Linked DNA regions of Sus scrofa: region 1 is linked to region 2. The links are chromatin contacts, called in public Hi-C maps. All regions are on one chromosome and are shown on one strand. The core of a region is the stretch at or near the end of the contact, and the rest is flanking DNA. Distances in the headings are between cores, read along the strand shown. Region 1 holds the start of UBE3D (E3 ubiquitin-protein ligase E3D). Region 2 holds the start of PRSS35 (inactive serine protease 35).

What was found. A called contact is a pair of places that touch in the nucleus more often than the background predicts.
Region 1: a Hi-C map of embryonic fibroblasts shows a contact between it and region 2, with 5 times the contacts expected there. The contact joins the promoter of UBE3D here to the promoter of PRSS35 in region 2. A contact is called at or near these places in 1 of 5 promoter capture datasets (fetal liver), 10 of 47 Hi-C or Micro-C datasets (embryonic fibroblasts, fetal skeletal muscle, fibroblasts and 4 more) and 1 of 2 datasets of contacts at active chromatin or transcription factors (skeletal muscle).

Annotation. Positions count from the first base shown.
Region 1 is chr1:83,138,943-83,145,322 of Sscrofa11.1, reverse strand. UBE3D (E3 ubiquitin-protein ligase E3D) reads right to left here and starts at 4,844. Exons shown (of 10, transcript XM_021091912.1): 1 at 4,421-4,844. The coding sequence starts at 4,497.
Region 2 is chr1:82,731,408-82,738,007 of Sscrofa11.1, reverse strand. PRSS35 (inactive serine protease 35) reads left to right here and starts at 3,125. Exons shown (of 2, transcript XM_005659406.3): 1 at 3,125-3,598. It also overlaps the pseudogene LOC102163543.

The DNA.
Region 1 (6,380 bases), core at 3,595-6,094, 410 kb before region 2:
AGGTATACAGGAGTGACAACAACTTATCCTCCAGTTTGAGACTGTTCTAAAACAGAGTTTTATAGACTAATTATCCACACCTCTTATACTTGAGCTTTTGTCACTATTCCATTGCATTCTTTCAGGTGTCACACCCTGTTTGACTAGTGAGTAACTTCACATCTCATTTTGAGTTGAGCTAAAGTCCTTTCAATGATCTGTAAGATGATTCATTGGTGATGGATAAGAGGCGGGGAAAATTCCAGGCATTCTGCAAACCAGTGGACCTCACATTGGTAGTTTGACCTCATCTATGGTGAAAGTACTTACAGCACAGGAATCAGTCAAAGCTACAGATCCAGCAGGATTTTTGTCTGTTTCTCCAGTTTTCCTGAGAGCAAGCCATTAAACGTTTCTCAGGACACAACTATAAAACTCCTTACACGGAGTTCCTGTCGTGGTGCAGCGGTAAAGGAATCGGACTAGGAACCATGAGGTTGCGGGTTCGATCCCTGGCCTTGCTCAGTGGGTTAAGGATCTGGCGTTGCCATGAGCTGTGGTGTAGGTCGCAGACGCGGCTTGGATCCCGTGTTGCTGTGGCTCTGGCGTAGGCTGGCAGCTACAGCTCTGATTAGACCCCTAGCCTGGGAACATCCATATGCCAAGGGAGCGGCCCAAGAAATGGCAAAAAAAAAAAAAAAAAAAACTAAAAAAAAAACCTCCTTAATATGTGCTCCCATGCCCACCCATGCCTGTCTGAATTAGGCACCCTGCATACTTTCTGTTCTCTCAGAGGGAAATGCTCTTCCACTGGGTTATCACGTTATTCCAAACCTCACCCCTTCCAGCTTATCACTCTAATGTTGCTTTCTCATTTGGAATAAGGGGTTGGAAGTTTTTCTCCCTACCCTTTTTGTGTTTTATTTTTTTCTAGCTACATATCTCTATTCACTATGATATATATATCTGGGTATTTTCTGCCCACTTCTTGCCCACTGCCACCATTAGATTGGTAAGAGAGTGCTCAATGAGAGCAAGTATTTTTGCATGTGCTATCGTTACTGTGCACAGCTATATACCTCGCACTTAGAATCTGAGTTTTGGGCCCTAGAATAGGAACTTCATAAACATCTGTGGATTTAATAAATGAATAGCCAAGATTTATCCAGGAATGCTAAGATGGCTTAACAGAAATGTATTTCTCTAACGCAAGTCACAGATGTAAAGATTAAAGGAAAAAATATGACGATCAAAATACATGTAAAGAGTAAAGGAATAAATATGACCATCAAAATACATGAAATCACTATAGTAAATAAAATATCTATTCATAATGAAAACCTTTAGTAAACTAGGAGTAGAAAGGAAACAATGCAAACTACCAAACCAATTTGCCAACCAGTGTCATCACATCTAATGATGAAATGCTAAAAGTACTTAAGATAGGAAAAGAATAAAAAATGATATCATTTGAATTAACTACAAATAGACAAAAAAAATTCCAATTAAAATGCAGAGATTGTCATTATGAATTTTTAAAAACTCCACCCAGTATATGCTTTCAAATTTTTACATATAAAGATACAGGTTGAGAGTAAAAGGGTAGTATAAGACATACCATGCAAACAGTACAGTCAGCTGATTTCTGACAAAAGACACTGAGTTATTTCAATGGAAGAAATGACAGCCTTTTAACTAATGATGATGGAAAAACTGGGCATTCTTATAGAAAAAAATAAACTTTGACCCTTACATTGTGCCAAATACAAAAATTAACTTGACATGATCTAGACCTAAATGTAAAAGCTAAAACTATGTAACTCCTAGAAAATAAACAAAGGAAAAAAATCTTACAACCTGGAGGAAGGCAAAGGTTTCTTAAGACACTAAGTATTAAAAAAAATAATGCAGGGAGTTCCCATTGTGGCTCAGTAGGGTATGAACCTGACTAGTAACCACGCGGATTCAGGTTTGATACCTGGCCTCGCTCAGTGGGTTAAGGATGGCATTGCTGGGACCTGTTGTGTACGTCAAAGATTTGGCTTGGATCCCCAGTTGTTGTGCCTGTGGTGTAGGCCGGCAGCAGCAACTCCTACTGGACGCTTAACCTGGGAACTTCATATGCTGCAGGTGTGGCCCTAATTAAAAAAAAAAAAAAAGGAAAAAGGAAAAAATGCAAGAGAGAAAGAGAGAGAAAGGAAGGGAGGGAGAAAGGGAGGAAGGAAGAAAGAAAAAGAAAGAGGGAGAAAATAAACTGGATTTCATTATAATTTAGATTTTTCTGTTCATCAAAAGACACTACTGGAGTTCCTCTTGTGGCAAATCAGGATTGGCAATGTCTCTGCAGCAGCAGGATGCAGGTTTGATCCCCAGCCTGGCACATGGATTAAAGGATCCAGCGTTGCTGCTCTGGATCTGATCAGACTGGCTCAGATCTGATCCCTGGCCGGGAACTTCATGTGCCAAAAAGAAAAAAAAAAAAAAAGGAAAGAAAAAGAAAAAAAGATACTTAAGAAAGTGAAAAGGTAATTTATAGATTGAGAGAAAATATTCACATGCACAAGTATAAATGAAAAAATATTTTCAGACTATATAAAGAACTCTTTATGTCCAACAATAAGACAAACAACTTGATAGACGATACTTTAGAAAGGAACACATGTGAATGACCAAAAAGCAAATGAAAAGGTGCTCAACATTCTTAATCAGGGAAATGCAAATTAAAGTGACAGTGAGATGCTAATTTATACCACCAGAATAGCTACAATCAAAAAGACTGACAACAGGACATGCAGGCTAGAAAGTGAAGCTGTTGGAATTCACTTGTTTTTTCCTGGTGAGAACTGGTATAATCACTCTGGAGAACTGTTTAGCTGTTTCTCATGCCCCATCTACCCTATAACCCTGCAAAAATACTTATACAAGAAGATATGAAAGCTTTATTCATAATATGCAAGCTCTAGAAACACACAAATTATCCAGCAATAAAAGAATGGCTGCATGAATTGCAGTATATTCATAAGGCTGAAAACTACTCAGCAAGAAAAAAGAATGGCCTATTGAAATGTGCAGTGACATAGATGAAACATAGACGAAAAGAAACATAGATGAAAAGTATGGCCTATTGAATTATGCAATGACATAGATGAAACAGTAATGTCAGAAACACTGTTGCAGGAAAGCAGCCAGAAACAAGCACATACCTTACAAATCCATTTATACATACTTCAAGGAACGGCAAATGAATCTTTGTTGAAGGAAATCAGAACAGTGGTTGCTTTTATAGGGTAGGGGGACTTAGTGATAATGCTCAACGGCCAAAGACCACTAGCAGCAAACAAGAAATCCAGCAAAATTATGTTTAACTTTCTTAAACAAGGAAGAGTAATTCAGGGAAAGCATGAAGGACTCCTTTGATGAGCAGAAGATGGTCTTGTTTAGTTTTGTGTAAGGTTTGGGCTCTGAGTAACTTTACAAGGTGCATTTGAATTGGACCTGCAGCACTTATTTGAATTCATAATTTGGGGGGGGGGGAGGAAAAAGAGAAAGAAAGAAGAGGAATAAACAGCATCCTTATTTCACAATTGAAAACATTCAAATTAAGGATTCTAATTTGGTGAAGAAGCTAGGATTTGAATCTAGTTCTGCCAATCAACCTCAGAGTGGTGCCTTGTCATAAAACTTTCAAGATTCTAACATCCGATTTACTCTATTTGAAACAGTGGTTACAAGGGAATAATGGAGGTACCATATACTACCAAACAAAAAAAAGAGAACATTTCCCTAATAGTTTCTTGTTTGTGTAAATAATGAAGAGCAAGGTAAGGGCTTACAGACTTCTCATTGGAACTCGGAATACGAAAAACAGAATGAGCTCCAATAAGAAGCCTGAAACCTGTGTTCACTGAACACGCTTTTACTGAACGAGTGTGTCGGTTTCTCTGCACACAGAACAATTTGGGGAGGAGAAAAAAAAACCCGGAGTTTTATTTACAAAAAGGGAAGCTTTCACATTGGAACAGATCGTATAACGAGGATTCCAAAGGGGCAAACCAAGCACGTTTGGCACTGTCTTTGTTGGAAACGCAGGGCATAGTCAACGACTTGAACATTAGGGATCCTCAAACTTAAGTGTGCCTCTGGATCCCAGGAAACGTGTTGAAATCTAAGTTCGGATTCAGCAGGTCTGGTGTGGGACCGAGACAAGGCATTGCTAAAAAGCTCCCAGGTGATTCAAGATTGCCAGTGGAGGTGGCGGAGGTGGGGGGTAGGGGAATGAGGGCGCAGGGATGAGGTACTCGGCTTTGAGTATCCCAGAAGCTCAAAGCATCTGGAGAAACAAACTCAAAATTCCATCCTTCCGAGGGAGGCGGAGCCTGCCCGGCAGCAGAAAGGCGTGCCCCGCTGCGTTGGGGAGCCCACACGCCACAGCCCGCCTTACCCCAGGATCAGCAGCGCGCTCTGCAGCTGTCTCCGCACCTCCAGGAACACACGCACTTGCGCCCCAGCCGCCGCCATTGCGGGCGACCAGGGCCCGGGGTTCGCAGCGGCAACACGTGCAGCCCGAGCTGGAGCTGCGGCGGCAGCGGAGGTGCCGGCGTCGTGGATCCGGAGCTCGGCTGCTCGACTACTCGCCAGCCCACAGCGCCACCAGACGGGCGGAGAGTGCGCCGCCTCGAGACTGGTTCTGGCGGTCACCGGCAGTTTCTGATCCGAGCTTGGGGGCTGATCTCTGAGAAACGTGGGCAGAAGAGCAGAACTACCCTCCCACTCTGTTTCTTAAGGGCGCCACCCGGTGCGTCAGGCTCCCTGGATATGACCTTCAGAGTAAGATCCCAAGTACTCTCCCTTGGCTAGTGCGGGTAGGGATGAGGCTGGACGAGAGGGAGATGATAGGCGGGCACTGTCATCAGGACTAAGACCCATCCCACACACACTTTATCTTGGCTTTGTTGTTATTTTTAATGGACTACAGCCTTTTTCTTTAATGAACGCTGGTCGGTCGTATTTTAGTTCTCTTCTGAGGCAACAGATGTCCAGAATTGACTTGGCATTGCTTCTAAATTTAGGCTGGATCGCTCCAAAATGGAAACGGTTGCAAAAATGTGAGATGTTTCCTGTTATCTCTGCTGTTATATCCAGTATCATGAAGCACAGGATTATGCATGTCTATAACCTTTGAAAAGAGGAAGATGAGAATGATTCCACATGTACATTTTCACTATTCACTTTTGCAAAGGTAAAAATTGACTCAGGGGAGTTGTAATTTATTTCATTGCTATTAGAAAATGATTTTGGAAAGTTTCACCCACTGAAGAAAAGGATCTAGTATAAAGTAAATAGTTATCATGGGAAAATATTAAAATATAAGGCTACAGTAGAATTATAATACGAATATATTTTTTAGAGCAAGAGGCTTTAAAAGAAAAACAATGTTCACTTGTATGCGGAAAAATCATGTTTATTGATGTTCTACTTTATCATTTTAAGGTTGTAATTACCACACACTAAACATATTAATTTCAAGATTTTCTAGGAGTTCCTGTCCTGGCTCAGTGGTTAACAAACCCAACTAGAATTCATGAGGATGCTGGTTCAATTCCTGGCCTTGCTCAGTGGGTTAAGGATCTAGTGTTGCCCTGAGCTGTGGTGTAGGTGGTAGACACCACATAGATCCCCTGTTGCTGCAGCTCTGATTTGACCCCTAGCCTGGGAACCTCCATATGCTGCCCAGTGCAGCCCTAAAACAACAAACAAAAAAAGATTTCCAAATGAAAATAAAGCCATGTCCCTCGAGGGGTACTAGATTAAGACAATTTTTCTAAAATATTTATATGGAGTTTTTAAAGCTCATTTTGTTTCACAAAATCCTACATCCATCAGAATTCAAATTCATGGATGGAGGTAACAACCCAATTAAAAGAATTAAATTTACTGGTATTTCATCACAACAATGGTGATGAAGGGTAGTGTTTTTTTGTTTTGTTTCTTTGTTTTTTGGGGGCTACACCCACAGCATATGGAAGTTACCAAGCCAGGGATTGAATGCAAGTCACAGCTGCAACCTACCCCACAGCAGTGGCAACCCTGGATTCTTTAACCCACTGTATTGGGCCGGGGATCAAACCTGAGCCCAGGCAGTAGGATTCTTAACCCACTGTGCCACAATAGGAACTCCAGGGCGATGGGTTTTTTTTTGTTGTTTTGTTTTGTTTTGTTTTTTGCTTGTTACGGCTGCATCTGGATCATATGGAAGCTCCCAGGCTAGGGGTCGAATCAGACCTACAGCTGCTGGCCTATGCCACAGCAACTTGGGATACAGCCGAGTCTTCGACCTATACCACAGCTCAAGGCAACGCCGGATCCTTGACCCACTGAGCATGGTCAGGGATCGAATCTGC
Region 2 (6,600 bases), core at 1,876-4,375:
GAAATGCTGAAATGAAAGGCTACTAATTAGAAACATGATAATATATGAAAATAATACACTGGTAAAGGCAAATATAGGCAAGTATAGAGCCAGATTCAGAATACTGTAAGATGGTGATGTGTTAACCTCTTAGCTCTGGTATCAAGGTTGAAAGACAAAATACTAAAAATAACATATAGCTACCATAATTTGTTCGTGGATACATAATATTAAAATGTATATTGTGACATCAAAAATCTAAAGTGTGGCAGAGGGAATAATCAGTAACAGGAGGAAAATTGGAAAATTTACAAATATGTGGAAATTACAGAACCACAGTGAGGTACCACCTCACACGAGTCAGAATGGCTATCATCAATAAGACTACAAATAACAAAGGCTGGAGAGGGTGTGGAGGAAAGGGAACCCTCCTGCACTGTTGGTGGAAATGTAATTTGGTACAACCACTATGGAAAACAATATGAAGTTTCTTCAGAAAACTAAATAAGAGAACTATCATATGATCCAGTAATCCTACTCATAGGCATATATCCAGAAAAAACTTTCATTCGAAAAGATACATGCAGCATTGGTGATATAGTGGAGAGCATAGCTGCCTTCCAAAAAGACAGATGCACCCTTATGGTCATTGTAGCATCATTCACAATAGCCAAGTCCTAAATGTCCATCCATTTAGATGAATAGATTAAGAAGATGTGGTACATATACACAATGGGATACTCCTCAGCCATAAAATAGAACAAAATAATGCCATTTGCAGCAACGTGGGTGCAACCAGAGATTCTCAAACTAAGTAAAGTAAGTCAGAAAGAGAAAGACAAATACCATATGATATCGCTTATATATGGAATGTAAAATGTAACACAGATGAAGCTATCTATAGGATAGAGACTCATAGACATGGAGAACAGACTTGTGGTTGCCACAGGGGAGGGGAAGGGAGTGGGATGGATTGGGAGTTTAGCATTAGTAGATGCAAACTATTATATTTAGAATGGATAAGTAATGAGGTCTTGCTATGTAGCACAGGGAACTATATCCAATCACCTGTGATAGAAAATGATAGAAGATAACACGGGAAAAAGAATGTGTGTGTATATATGTATATACATAAATAACTGGGGCACTTTGATATACTGCAGAAATTGACAGAATATTATAAATAAACTATACTTTAACAAAATTTTTAAAAAATAAAAATAAATGCATAAACCCCCATGTATTTGGAAATTAAACAACACTTCTGAACAACATGTACGTCAAAGATGAAATTAAAAAGGGAATCAAAAAGTATATTGAAACAAGTGAGTAAAGGAACACAAAATATCAAAACCTAGGAGACTCAGCAAAAGCAGTGCTAAGAGGAAAGTTTATAGCAATAAATACTACGTTGAGAAAAACGAAAGCTCTCAAGCAAACTTGATTTTATACCTTAAGGAACTATAAAAACAAGAACAAGCTTAGCCCAAAGTTAGTAGAGGGGAGAAAATAACAAAGATCAGGGTAGAAATAAATGAAATAGAGAACAGAAAAAATTTTTATGGAACTAAGAGTTCACTTTTTGAAAAGATAAAGAAAACCTGACATTTAGCCAGACTTAGCAAGAAAAAAAGAGAGAAGAGTCAATTAAATAAAATCAGAAATGAGCGTTCCGGAGTTCCCGTCGTGGCGCAGTGGTTAACGAATCCGACTAGGAACCATGAGGTTGCGGGTTCGGTCCCTGCCCTTGCTCAGTGGGTTAACGATCCGGCGTTGCCGTGAGCTGTGGTGTAGGTTGCAGACGCGGCTCGGATCCCGCGTTGCTGTGGCTCAGGCGTAGGCCGGTGGCTGCAGCTCCGATTAGACCCCTAGCCTGAGAACCTCTATATGCCGCAGAAGCGGCCCAAGAAATAGCAAAAAAAAAAAAAAAAAAAAAAAAAAAAAAGACAATAAATAAATAAATAAAAAAAATTAACAATATTAAAAAAAAAAAAAAAGAAATGAGAGTTCTTGTGGCTCAGCAGTAACAAACCTATTATCCATGATCTGTGGGTTGGATCTCTGTTCTCAGTGGCTTAAGGATCCAGTGCTGCGGTAAGCTGTAGTACAGGTCACAGACGTGGCCTGGGTCCTGCATTGGGGTGACTGTGGTGTAGGCCAGCAGCTGCAGCTCCAACTTTTTCTTTCTTTTTTTTTTTTGGTCTTTTTGCCTTTTCTAGGGCCGTTCCTGTGGCATATGGAGGTTTTCAGGCTAGGGCCCCTTCCAATCGGAGCTGTAGCCACCGGCCTATGCCAGAGCCATAGCAACGCAGGATCCGAGCCGCGTCTGCGACCTACACCACAGCTCAAGGCAACGCCGGATCCTTAATCCACTGAGCAAGGCCAGGGATCGAACCTGCAACCTCATGGTTCCTAGTTGGATTCGTTAACCACTGCGCCATGACAGGAACTCCAGCCTAGGAACTTTCATATGCTACTGGTGGGTCCCTAAAAAGCAAGCAAGCAAAAAAAAAAAAAAAAAAAAAAAAAATTGCATATAAACTTGAGAAATGAAATAAACCAGTAACGAGCCAAGTATTATGAGACATGCTAAAATCTTCTGTTATAAACTTGTGTGCTTATTTCATCTCCCTTTCTTAAGTCCTGGCACTAAGTTTTTGCATTTATTTTTCTGTGGGTGTTATCTTGCTCCAGACGTGCCAACCAGTAGATGTTGAATGAATAAAGTCCCCTTCCTTACGCCGTCCCCACACCGAAGGAGCACATCTCCTAAGGAGGAGAATAAATGAGTAAGAAAGGAGCGTTGGGACTGAGAATTTTGGTGGGACTGAGGTTTAAAGGCTACTCGCCCAAAATAGAAAAAGCCTACTAGCCTGGGGACACATGGAAACTAACGCGCTCCCCCTGGAGGCCACAAGGATGCTCACAAGGTGACCCAGATCCCAGCCCGCGGGAGGCTGAGACACAGGGTTTGCCAGGTGGGGAGAGCATCCCGGAAGTCGAGGTCTCTGAAAGAGACTGGCTCGGGATGTGGTTGGAAACGCCCCTCATTCTTCTAGACCTCTGGGGTTTAAACCATGAGCAGGTCCCAAACCCCCACAATCCCTCCAAGCACACACTTGGCAGTATTTCTAGACACCGTTTAAGGAATGCATTGCCACAGAGACAGACATCGCTTGTGAACTCCCACTCATGCTGTTTTCCCGATGCTGGGAGCAGAGATGCTGGGGTGAGGGTCTGCACGGTTCCCCACCCAGCATCTTCAAAGTAAACGCTCTCCAGCCTCTGCTCGCTGGGGTTCCTTCTCCCTCTCCACTTCCCTCTCCTGCCCACCTCTCCTCTCATCTCCCGCCCCCCATCGCCGGCGTCCACGCCCCCTTTCCCCTCCCACCTCTCCGCCGGGGGCTCAGCTCGCCTCTAGCCTCCCCTCAGTCTCAGCCTCCAGCTCAGGGTGGTGCTGGCGGGAGTTGGCTGGGCAGCAGGCTCTGGCTGTCCCCAGGCTCGTGGCAGCGGCGCCTTGCCCTCCTGCCTCTCCAGCTTTAGTGACCGCCTCGGAGGCACTGTGATCAAGCTGAGCAGCACCCCCCCCCCCGGCCCCAGGACCGAGGAAGCTTCGCAGGTAAGCCTCTCCCCCCACCCCTCCGCCAAGGGCGAGACCCTAGAACGCAGAAGTTTCCCTGAGAAAGGCGGGACCCACCCGGGGAGAGCTTCTTTGAAGGGGTCTAAAGATAGGGATCAAACTTAGCACTTTGAGGTCGTCAAAGAAACTGCTCTTCCAAATAGGCAATTCTTTGTGGCGGCCCCTGCATAGTTTAATATTAACAGTAAAAGCGTTTGCATTGGAATATAAATGGAATTCTTTCTACTTAAGCACTACCAGAGGGGACCCTCTTTATTTTTTATGATTATTAACAGATGCCATTGAAAAAGGTGTAAAACGCATTCCTGGAAAGTCTGCTCTTCTTGAAAGCCTCTTTGGCAGGGTTACTATGAAAGCTAGGAATCTGTCTCTCCCTCTCTCTCTCATCAACTTGGCTGCACAGGTCAGCAAAGGGAACAGTGGAAAACAGTTTTTAAATGAGACAATGAAATGAAAGTCTCAGGCCTGCTTTAAAATACTCTATTGTGCGGGGGCAAACTGAAGCAAGAGTGGCAAAATGGTGATTGTTGTAGCTAGGTGATGGGTTATAATTTTCTACTTTATATTATAATGTGCCTCTACTTTTGTGTAGTTTGCAATTTTCTATAATCAAAAGTTTTTGAAAAGTTGTAGAAAACATGCCCAGCCTGACTCCTCTGACCTTTTTATACTGTCATTGATTTGAAAGAAGCTGCCTCTCTGATCTAGATGTTCTTTCCCTCTCCATTAACCCTTCTCACTTCTGCAGTTAATTCTCGTTTTTATCCTGAGTGCATTTGTCTCCACAGAGAACTGTAACAGTCATATTTTGCTGCTTGGAGAATTACACTTAGAATCTGGTTTATCATTTAGAAGAGAGAATGTTGAAATTCCAGACGAATAAGACATCTAGGCTTAAAAGTAGTGTGCCAGCATCATATGGAATTTTATTTTTATTAGGAAATACTAGAGGAGCTCCTTTAATGTGAGAAGAGGTTGGACGTGGATACTCTTCCTATTTTCCTTCCAGACAGCTCGGAAGACTGTACACTTTGAAGAATTTTTTGTATGTTTTTAAATGTGAGATTGTTTAGCTTAGTGCTTGGCACGTAGAATGTGCTCATTATATGTTAAAATAAACACCTGCTAATATGAGCTAATTCTCCCTGTTGAGTTAATTATTTATCTTTCTCTGTCCATTGCTCAACTATCCAACGCAAGCATATTGCATTTTTTTGCTTTTTTCTTTTTTGGCCACCTTGTGGCACATGGAATTCCCAAGCTAGGGATCAGATCTGAGCCACAGTTGTGATCTATGCTGCAGTTGCAGCAACACCAGATCCTTAAGCTACTGTGCTGGGCTGGGGGTTGAACCTATGTCCCAGCATTCCAGAGATGGTGCTGATCCCATTGCGCCACAGTGGGAACTCCGCTTATTGCATTTTAACAGTGGGGTCAGACTCAGAATTTTGGAGGCTAAGGCTGCCTCGTCTAGCACTGGGTTAACTTTGCACACCAGAAATCTGAGATGAGAGGTTGGGAAACAGCAAAGTCAAGTCAGTGGTACAAAAGTTATTATTTTATGGCTTTGCTTAACTAAAATTGTCTCAAAAACTTCAGAAGCTTTAACAGATGTTTCCTTAGCTAAAAACATAGTCATCATGAGATGTTTTAAAGCCCGACGACTAACCTAATACATTTACAGACATTCTTTTCTTTCAAAGGCCAACTCGCAAGATAAAAAATAAGTCAGGAGCCATTCAATGTGCACCTCCCATGTCAGTGGATGCGAGCTGGCAGAGGGTTGCCTTGGGGCTCCCTTTGTGCCCTTCACCCTGAATTTAATCCACACACAGCATGTCCATGGCATAAATTGAAATGTACAGGTCCTGGAAAAATAGCTTAACAAACAAAGGGGAGGTTTTATTTTATTTTATTGTGATGAGAAACAGAAGTTGTGGGTTCCTGTAAAATAATCAACTGTGTAACTTTCCCATCTTCCTTTCCCTCCAGTACGGCCAGCTTTTCAGGCAGACATTACTTTGTCTCATTCTTGAAATTAAACTTGAAGATAGTACTATGATATGATATTTTTGAATAGGAACTGTCAATGAACTTTCTTGCCACTTACTTCCATCATCAAATCAGCAGCAGGCTTATCCTTTGGAAATAGATTCTAAAATATTTGATAGATGTGAACTCTTTGGCAGGTTGAAGATTTTTCTTCCTGTTAAAATGAACTGCACCACATCTGGGGGACTCTGTGGCAGCGCTGGAGGCGTAGTGGATGTGTGCTGGCACTATGGTGCTTGGGGAAACCACTGGCCAGAAAATTGTCTGGCTGTAGACAACATCATCAACACTCAGCTCATCAGGCTGGGCTCTGTGGCCTGTAGGTGGGTTTTCTAAATGTGATCAATTCCATACGTGACAACCATCCAGAATATTATTAGCCAGTTAGATTTCTCTCCCTCTCATGAAATCTACATGCTTTCTATTTCCTAGTTAGATGCATGTAAACAGTTTAAATGTGGGAATCTCAGGTTTGACATCACCAGGCTCGCTTTGCCATCTAGTGGTAGCAATACGAATAGCAGGCAAGTTCCTCTCCCGGGGGACTAGGAATTGAAGCTCCCTGAGGATCACTGATGAGTAAATTAACTTGTGTTTTTTCCTTTGTGATTTAATCTAGAATTTTAGAGCTCAAAAATAGCTTAGAAATTTTCTAGTCCAACTCAGTGGCTAAGGAGGGCTATCACAGAGATTCTTAAACAAGGGATGAAACTTTGAAATGATGCATAGCTTTGTAAGCACTGCGTGCATTTGTCAAATAAACATAATTTATCAATATAATTTATCTACCCCGTTCCAGTTCTCCTTTCTCCCTAGCAGTCCTGCTCTGTGCCACTGTAATGATTTATCATAATCTTGTGGCTTTAGTTCTAAGATTGTGTGTGTCTATAATTTTCCTAAAAATGAAAACTTTCATTTATGTTTAAGTC